3 separate regions of the Sus scrofa genome follow, and regions 2 and 3 are each linked to region 1. The links are chromatin contacts, called in public Hi-C and HiChIP or PLAC-seq maps. All regions are on one chromosome and are shown on one strand. The core of a region is the stretch at or near the end of the contact, and the rest is flanking DNA. Distances in the headings are between cores, read along the strand shown. Region 1 has its middle 97 kb from the start of NEO1. Region 2 has its middle 14 kb from the start of ADPGK. Region 3 has its middle 57 kb from the start of ADPGK.

Region 1 (2,782 bases), core at 145-2,644:
CTGTGCAAAGAGTAAGAGCTGTACATCTGGACTTCCACTTTAAATGAGAATTAACTACCTCTTTCCTTGGAAATCACCAGCACACTTCTCCCAGGTAGGGACTATCTGGTGCTCCCTTGACAGAGGGTGGAATTTCCAGCACTGTCTTCTCAGAAGATTCGATCCCACATCCAGAAAGCTTCTCAGTAGGACAGAGGGCAGCTCAGGGCCTGTTGATATAAAGTCTCTGAAATGCAGGGAAGTGAGAGAAGGAAAATCAAAGCCCAAGACTGAACCAGCAATTAGACCAGCTCCTGGAATATATGTAAGTCAAATCAATCCACGAGGGAATTTTAGTCACGGCTCACTTTCTCTCTTCCATAGCCCAGGGCTGGAATCCTAGTCCTTCAGGCAGTGCTCACCAGAAACGCTGCAATATCCAACTTCTAAAATGCTTGATCATAGTTCTGCAAAGTCCTAGTACATCCCCCACCCCTTGTGGGTTTATTTACATATTGATTTATTTATTCCTCTCTCTACAGTGGCAAGCCTCTTGAGATTACACCATTTTATTTACAAAGAGCCTGGGCTCCAGACCCCATGGGGTCAGGGAGAAGGCCATTCTTTGGATGTGCAAGATCAGCCTTGTCAAAAATCAAGTATGGGGAGGGAGGGTAAAGGGGTGACCTCGCTGACTGCCCTGGTCATCTTGCCACCAAAGGAAAGGGCCTCCACTGGAGGAAAGTCTAGGGGAAGCAGGAAATGGAAATGAAACAGAAAGGAAGGTGACAGAAAAATCAGCAGGCATCTCTGAGTAGGACCTCATCAGGCTGAGGAGGGTCTCCCTACTGCAACCCCAAATGATCTGTTGTCCCCCTCAGCAGGTAGTCCGCCCCACCTGTGGCTGGGGCCCCCACAGCGCACGCAGGAGCCTCTGACTCCTCACAGGCTGCTTTCCAGACACAGAAGACTCCATGAAAAGAAGAAGAAAGGAAGCAAGAAAAAAAGAAGAACACACAAGAAAAAGGCCTGGAAGAAACTGAGATGAGGGAGAGAAATCTGTCCTCTGGCAAAGGCCCATGGCTGTAAGAAAAAGCCTTCCAGCGCTTTTTATAGATGACTTTTTTTTTCCTAGCAAAGCAAATGCTGGAAAACTCCCTCCATTCTGATTAGCATTCTTATCACTGCATTTGCCCTCTCTCTGCTCTCTGTCTCAGGAGCGCTTTTATTTTTAAGGGAAGGATTAGCTGAGATGCAGAGATGACACCTTCCCAGGGACCACAAAGGAATTCTTGCTGGCATTGCGTTGGGCAAAGCCATGCTGCCAGCCACTGCTGTTTCTGACCAGCTGCCTAGTCAGACCAGAGAAGCTGAGGGTGCCCCGGGGAACTTGGCTTTCAACATCCTTTTCAGGGTGGAGGCTCTGAGACTGCAATGTTTAAAAGGAGATGTTTGCATTTGCGGGGGATGGGGTTGAGGATGACAGCCTTGTAGGAGAAAAGTCACCTCAAGGCTGGGGCAGCTTTCTGGGCAGGACATGTGTGTTCCAATTGTGGCTTGAACTTCCAACTGAGGTTTGGATTTGGAACCCGAATGTGTCCACTTAAAGGGCCAGTTCTCGCATAGCACCAGTAGGCGGATCTGATGCACTCAGCTGTCTTGGCTGAAGGCTCTGAGCCTAAAAACTCCCCCCGCCAAAGGCTGCATTCTTGAACCTGCTGTCTCAGAGATTTGAAGAAAAAGTAGCAAAACGAACCTCATCCGGGAAAAGTTCAAGCTAATACATCTTGGCAAACATAATGAAAAACACAGACAGTTGCTTTAAGAGAGGAGCCCAGAAAGAGGTCAAGTTCTGCTGAGAGAGGCAGAGCAGCAATTAGATGGGAGCTTATGTTGCAGCGTGGCGGCAGAGGGGTCAGAGAGAGGGTATGACGTTCTGCAGTCAATTTCAGGAAGGGGGCACCCCGCCACCTCATGCTGCACTTGGTTCTGGGGGAGCAAGTCTGGAGCCTCGGGGTCCGAGGGCACCAAAAGGGCCAGGATGGAGAAGCACTGAGCAGGGCTGGATTTATGAGGCCATGTTCAAGAGCTCAGTGCAGCCTGTGTTGTTTGGCTGGGCGGAGAGTCGAGGATTTATGCTAGTGATGGGCCCAGCCACATGCATGCGGCCTAGTCCGCAGGGAAGGAGGAGAGTTATTTATTGATTTGAGGTTTCAGAATGAAGATTTCTCATTGCAATGCACAAGACAAAAATTTCAGCCAATGAACAAAATCGGTGACATTCCCAAATTCTACAGCTTGTGGAATACTCTTCTGAAGGACGTGATGGAAAAATAACGATAGGAGATACTTCCAATTACAGAGGGGAGATCAGTACCAAGTTCACAATTACATAACCAAGACCGACTGGAACATAATAGCCATGTTTTATCTTAGATTTAGGATCAGCCAACTGGAGAAAGAATCTGAGGAATGGAGATCAGAGGTGTGATTTCCACCTAAACAGTCTGTACCACTCGGCACCCCCAGTCCCTCCCCAGGCTCATGCTAAGATAATTATGGGGACAGAGAATAGAGAAAAACCCCTTTACATGCTTTGTGTGATTCTCAGGATTTTAAACTTTGCTGCCATTTACCAATAAGTTTTTTTGAAAATTGATTATTAAAGGGAAAAAATTACACATTTATATCCTGTCCTCCCTTTAGGAGCTATGTTTCAGAGTAGCCAAATACCAGTTGAGAAGGAAAGCTCTTTTTACAGAAGAAAGCAAACTAATAAGGAAGGAATGATAGGGGTTACAAA
Region 2 (2,782 bases), core at 92-2,591, 170 kb after region 1:
TTGCCAGGAAAAACTGTGAAAGACTTTTGAAATAGGGAGAAAAAAATACCTTATGGATAGTGGGCTAGTGTAAACTTCCAGGTAATCTGACTCTATCATAGTCTCTACCTGTCATTGTCTTTGAGCCTGTAAGTTGTAGAAAACTGAAAATAAAACAACTGACTCTTGGCCATAGCAGCAAATGAATTTTGTTGAGTGGAGGTACAATTGACTTCCCCCTACTGTGGAAGAAGCCAATTTTGGATCAATTAACAAATTCACTTCATTATTCTTGATTGCCAATATGTGTATCTGGGCTTTGCATTGTCCTTTGAATGAATTTTTAACACATTACTGATCCCCCGATAAAGTCTGACACATGTTCATTTTATATTTTTATGCATTACGATTCATCCATTTAAACAATGATCTGTTAAAGTGGAGACAATGAACGCCAGTTGAGAAAGAGATTTGCCCAAGGTTAGGTTCCTGTGGTTGCAAATATAATACCAAGCCCAGCCCTCAAATTTGTCTGTTTTACCTACATCATCAAGTAACAAGGATTGAAATATTTCCAATTTGACTTGAGTATTTACTCCATATAGACCTATCATTAATTTAGGAGATGCGGTCTCACAAATGTATATCCACACAGTCACACATGCACCAACACCCTGCTGACATGTACAAACTCCCACACAAGTGCGGGACACCCCCCCCAACCCCCAACACACACACACACACACACACACCCGGTACACAGCCTCTCTATTGCAAAGCTGCTTAAGGGGTGGGTGGTGGAGCGTAGTCCCTTCCTCTAGACCATCAGCTGTGCAGCGCAGGGAGAAGCGGTGGCCCCCTTACTTGTAACCCTGGGCCCGAGGCGGAGTGGCTCTCCAGTGCCACGTTAGGGGCTAAAGTTTAGGGAAGCAGGTAAAGCCCCAACCTCAGAGACAACTCAGCGTGGGAAGTGGGCTGCATCCCAGTGGAACCTGGCGCTGCCCGGGGCGCCACGCCCCCGAGTCTCGGAAGAGACCAGTAAGGCTGCCCCGAGGCGGTGGCCCCTGCGCCGAGATTCAGAAACCCTGGAGCCAAAACCTCAAGCCCAGGAGAAGCTGCACAGCGGCCCTGGGACCGAGCAGTGGAGGAAAAAAGCCGAGGCCTTCAAGCGCGGACCAGCTGAGCTTATAGAGCTTTTGTTTCCCGCAAGAAGAAATCCCACCACGAGATGAAGACCCCGCACCAGGCCTGGCCCACCAGCCTGGAGCTGCGCGGCTTGCGATGCCCTCCCCTCTGCCCGCAGGGTCCCAGAGCCTCGCGTCGGCCACTCTTGCCGTGGGCTCTCGGCGCCCCCTGCGGGTTCTGGGCCGCTCTCCCTCCTGGCGCGGGCCAGCCCCGGGAGGCGTCTGCAGGAGCAGGAGGGGCGCCCCCAGGATACCGGCCAGTGTAGCCCTCAGCCCTCTCTGGATGCTGGGGACGCTCCTGCAGGCGGGGCTTGGTTCTCTGCATGCCCAAAGGTGCCGCATCCACACATCTCCATCACCGAGGGATCCTATCCCCGTTCCGTAGATAAGGAAGCAAATGTTCGAAGACCGAGCCTGAGGCATCCACACGCACTAGGGGGCGTCTCCGGAATCCTGAAGCCCAGACTCACCGGTACAGGTCTTTTCCGCCTAGACCCCTTCCTTTTCCCTAGAGAGCCTAGGTGAGGCACACACTCCGTGGTATACGGTGCACTCTCCGTGCCCACTCTCCAGGTTTTCTCAGAACCAGAAAGGTCGCCTTGAGCATCATCCTTCCTGAAATGGGCTGGCAAGGCTGTGTGGACAGGAGTGCGTGTGGAGTAGGGTTACTGTCTACTACAGAAGGGAGGTACATCAACTTTGCTGGAAGCAAATCTGAGAGCATCATCCGGAGTGCCCTTGGACATAGCCATTTCACTTGTGTGACTCTATCCTAAGGAGACCTTTAATAAACTCAGCAGATTTTGCTTGGAGAATGTGCATCCCGCGTTGTTTGTAATAGCCAAAACTTGCCCACAATCTAACTCTCTACCAGTAGGTTAAATAACTACTAATCTATGCAGCCATGAAAAATTATATTGGATTAAAAAATGTTGGTGATATATAAAAATGTTCATTATGTTGTTTTTTAATGATTTTTATTTTTTCCATTATAGTTGGGTTACAGTGTTCTGTCAATTTCTACTGTACAGCAAAGTGACCCAGTCATACATATATAGATATTCTCTTTCTCACCTTATTCTCCATCATGGTCCATCACAAGTGACTATATATAGTTCCCTGAGCTATACAGCAGGATCTCATTGCTTATCTATTTCAAATGCAATCATTTGCATCTATTAACCCCAGACTCCCAGGCCATCCCACTCCCTTTCCCTCCCACTTGGCAACCACAAGTCTGTTCTCCAAGTCCATGAGTTTCTTTTCTGCATAAAGCTTCACTTGTGCCATATATTAGATTCCAGATATAAGTGATATCATATGGTATTTGGCTTTCTCTTTATGACTTACTTCACTTAGTATGAGAGTCTCTAGTTCCATCCATGTTGCTGCAAATGGCATTATTTTTTATGGCTGAGTAGTATTGCATTATGTACATGTACCACATCTTCTTAATCCATTCCTCTGTCAATGGACATTTAGATTGTTTCCATGTCTTGGTTATCATGAATAGTGCTGCAATGAACATACAAGGGCATGTATTTTTTTCAAGTAAAGTTTAATCTAGATATATGCCCAAGAGTATGATTGCTAGGTTATATGGTAGTTCTGTATTTAGT
Region 3 (2,782 bases), core at 151-2,650, 130 kb after region 1:
ATCTGGAACAAGACAGGGATGCCCACTCTCACCACTGCTATTCAACATAGTTTTGGAAGTCCTAGCATCAATAATTTTTAACCAGTAATATTCCTACAATAAACTTCAAGACCCTACATGTCTGCTGATGTTCAAATGTGAATAACTTACCTCTCTATTGCCAATGGGGAGGTGTCATATGTGTACGACTGCTGGTGAATATTGGCTACTTTAATAAGTACAATGAAATTACTGACTAATTTTTCAGTTTTTAGGAAACTGGTGTTTGTTTTTGTTTTCGTTTTTGTTTTTTGCTTTGTCTTTTGTCTTTTTAGGGCCACATCCGCAGCACATGGAGGTTCCCAGGCTAGGGGTCAAATCAGAGCTGTAGATGCCGGCCTACACCACAGCCACAGCAACGCCAGATCCGAGATGCATCTGCGACCTACACCACAGCTCACAGCAATGCTGGATCCTTAACCCACTGAGCAAGGCCAGGGATCGAACCCCCAACCTCATGTTTCCTAGTCGGATTTGTTTCCATTGCACTACGATGGGAACTCCCAGGAAACTGTTTTATAGCACAAAAATTTAATAGGTATGTTCAAATTCTTCTAAAGTAACTAGTAAGTGAATCATTTATATTGCTGGCGACATGATATATCCAACTTGCTGTATTTCTTCTCTTTCTGTGTAATTGAGTTTTTTAGTAGTGGAAACTGGAGGGGAAGGGTGAGCAAAAAGCTTTATAGAAGCCAACAGGCAGCACAACAAAAAATTCAGGAGCCCTGATTGTAAAGGGATTTTTTAGGGCTTCTCAGGGCAAGGCTTTGTGCCAGCATAGGCAGAGTTTACATCACATCAGCCATGGTTTTCCTAATTCCAGGCTAGCCCCGCAAGTGTCCATAGGCAACTCCTTCTTCCTAAGGAGGACGCAGAGAGCTCCATGGCTTTGCTGCATGGGAATAACATCCTCTGTCTTTCCTTTTTTTTTTTTTTTTTTTTTCTCCATTGGCTTCTCTCTTTTCCTTGCTCCAAGATCCACTGTTCTAACTATAGTTTCTAACAGGTGTGCAGCCAGGGCAGGGAGGCTGTGGTCCAGCTGTCCTCAGGCACATGGATTCTCTCCAGCCGTCTTGCTGGAATCATGGGGCCCTGAGATGAGTGAGGATAACACTCCCAGGGTCATGGCAGGGGGAGGGGCAGAGGCAGGGGAAGCCTCTCATTCTTGGAGCAAAGAAGAGGCCAGGAGAGTTTGCAAGTTACCCCCAGACATGGGAGCACAGCTCTGGTCCAACAGGAATCAGGAATTCGGTCCTGTTTTCCCTTTCATTGTAGATACTGCCAGATGTCTACTTGATATCCATCCCCTCCTCCTTTTTTATTAATAGATCCCTCATTTGAGCCTCACTTGGCTAGACTAGGCAACACTACTGGTAAGCTACTGCCGTATCATTTCATCCACACATAAACTCACTGCGTAGAAGAGTTTATACCATGCTCAGTGATTTATCCAAGCTCTCACAGCCAACTGATAGCAGAGCTGGGGTTCAAACCCAGATCTGTCCGACTCAGAGATTTATCCTCGTCCCTCTCTATCTCCTATCTCCCTAAGAAGAGAAAGAATCTACCTGCAGGGGTGGTAGCCCTAGAAAGCACCTCTGAGACCAAGCTTATCTCTGGGAATAAGATCATCCTACAGAAAAGGTGGCAAGCACTCCCCAGGGCCACCCAAAGTTTCACTCCCCTCTCCCAGGGCATGGCCCAGGGGTTAGTGCGTAGTATAGGCTCAACAGGAATGAAGAAATGGAGGAGAGGAGAGACAAAGGGGGGGAAAGAGGGAAGGAGGAAAATCTCAAACAGGCATGTCCTCAGCCATCTGCCCCAGCCCCAGCCCCAGGTTTAAGGATAGTTTATCAACTAGGATTTGCATTGAGCTAAGAAAAACAGAAGTGGGAGTTCCCAATGTGGCCCATTGGAAACAAACCTGACTCATATCCATGAGGGTGCAGTTTCGATCCCTGGCCTCACTCAGTGACTGAAGGATCCAGCATAGGTCACAGACACAGCTCAGATCTGGTGTGGATGTGGCTGTGGCCAGCAGCTGCAGCTCCAAGTTGACCCCTAGCCTGGGAACTTCCATATGCTGCCAGTGCGGTCATAAAAAAAAGAGAGGTGGAATTTTAACACATAAGAGTTCCCCCACACACACACACACATACACACAACCAGACAGGTAGGTAGTGGTATTATGTTTAAAGATGCCAAGTCTACATTCTCCGCTTTTCCTCATGGTCACAAAATGGCTGCTACAGCTCTAATCATCATGATCTACACAGGAAGAAAGGAAAGCAAATTTTTCATTGAAACTTTTATCTCTTATTGGACAGAACTGGGCTGGGAAATGTACAGTTTTAGCTTTGTTTGGTTTTTGGCAAGTCTTCTTTTCTCTGTCACTCCTTTCCCTGCCTCCTTCTCCACATCTCAGTTCCAGAAAATAATCTGTAATGTAAAAAGGAGGCTCAGCTTACATATGTCCTCAGAAGAAAGGACAAAGAATGTCCTGCCGAAATTAGGAAGATTCTAGAAAATGGATCCAAACCCCAGAAGTTTCAGAGTTGACTTTCAGAACTCTCTGCACCCATGTGACCCCCTGTGCTTTCTGTAGCTTGATAGCTCCTCTGGGAGAACCCTTATCCCCAGAACATATGGAGAAGGCAGAAACTGACCACAGCCATCAGAGAGCAAAGTCAGAGCCAGTTAGAATGTTTTCAGCTGCAGGTAATAGAAAGTTTCAACTCAA

What was found. Hi-C and Micro-C count contacts between places; a contact is called where the count stands out from the background. HiChIP or PLAC-seq counts read pairs in DNA pulled down with a chosen protein or histone mark.
Region 2: a Hi-C map of skeletal muscle shows a contact between it and region 1, with 2.1 times the contacts expected there. The contact joins two enhancer-like sites. A contact is called at or near these places in 1 of 47 Hi-C or Micro-C datasets (skeletal muscle) and 2 of 2 datasets of contacts at active chromatin or transcription factors (alveolar macrophages and skeletal muscle).
Region 3: a contact with region 1 is called in an H3K27ac HiChIP or PLAC-seq map of skeletal muscle. The contact joins two enhancer-like sites. A contact is called at or near these places in 3 of 47 Hi-C or Micro-C datasets (embryonic fibroblasts and skeletal muscle) and 1 of 2 datasets of contacts at active chromatin or transcription factors (skeletal muscle).

What each region holds. Positions count from the first base shown.
Region 1 is chr7:60,395,112-60,397,893 of Sscrofa11.1, forward strand. No RefSeq gene overlaps it. Among named protein-coding and RNA genes, the nearest start is that of NEO1, 97 kb to the left of the region's middle. Within about 2 kb of position 1,395, at least 9 of the 83 cell types and tissues checked have an H3K27ac peak or open chromatin away from gene starts, as enhancers often do. A contact at or near this core is called in skeletal muscle, where this site is marked.
Region 2 is chr7:60,569,025-60,571,806 of Sscrofa11.1, forward strand. No RefSeq gene overlaps it. Among named protein-coding and RNA genes, the nearest start is that of ADPGK, 14 kb to the right of the region's middle. Within about 2 kb of position 1,342, at least 21 of the 83 cell types and tissues checked have an H3K27ac peak or open chromatin away from gene starts, as enhancers often do. A contact at or near this core is called in skeletal muscle, where this site is marked.
Region 3 is chr7:60,525,376-60,528,157 of Sscrofa11.1, forward strand. No RefSeq gene overlaps it. Among named protein-coding and RNA genes, the nearest start is that of ADPGK, 57 kb to the right of the region's middle. Within about 2 kb of position 1,401, at least 3 of the 83 cell types and tissues checked have an H3K27ac peak or open chromatin away from gene starts, as enhancers often do. A contact at or near this core is called in skeletal muscle, where this site is marked.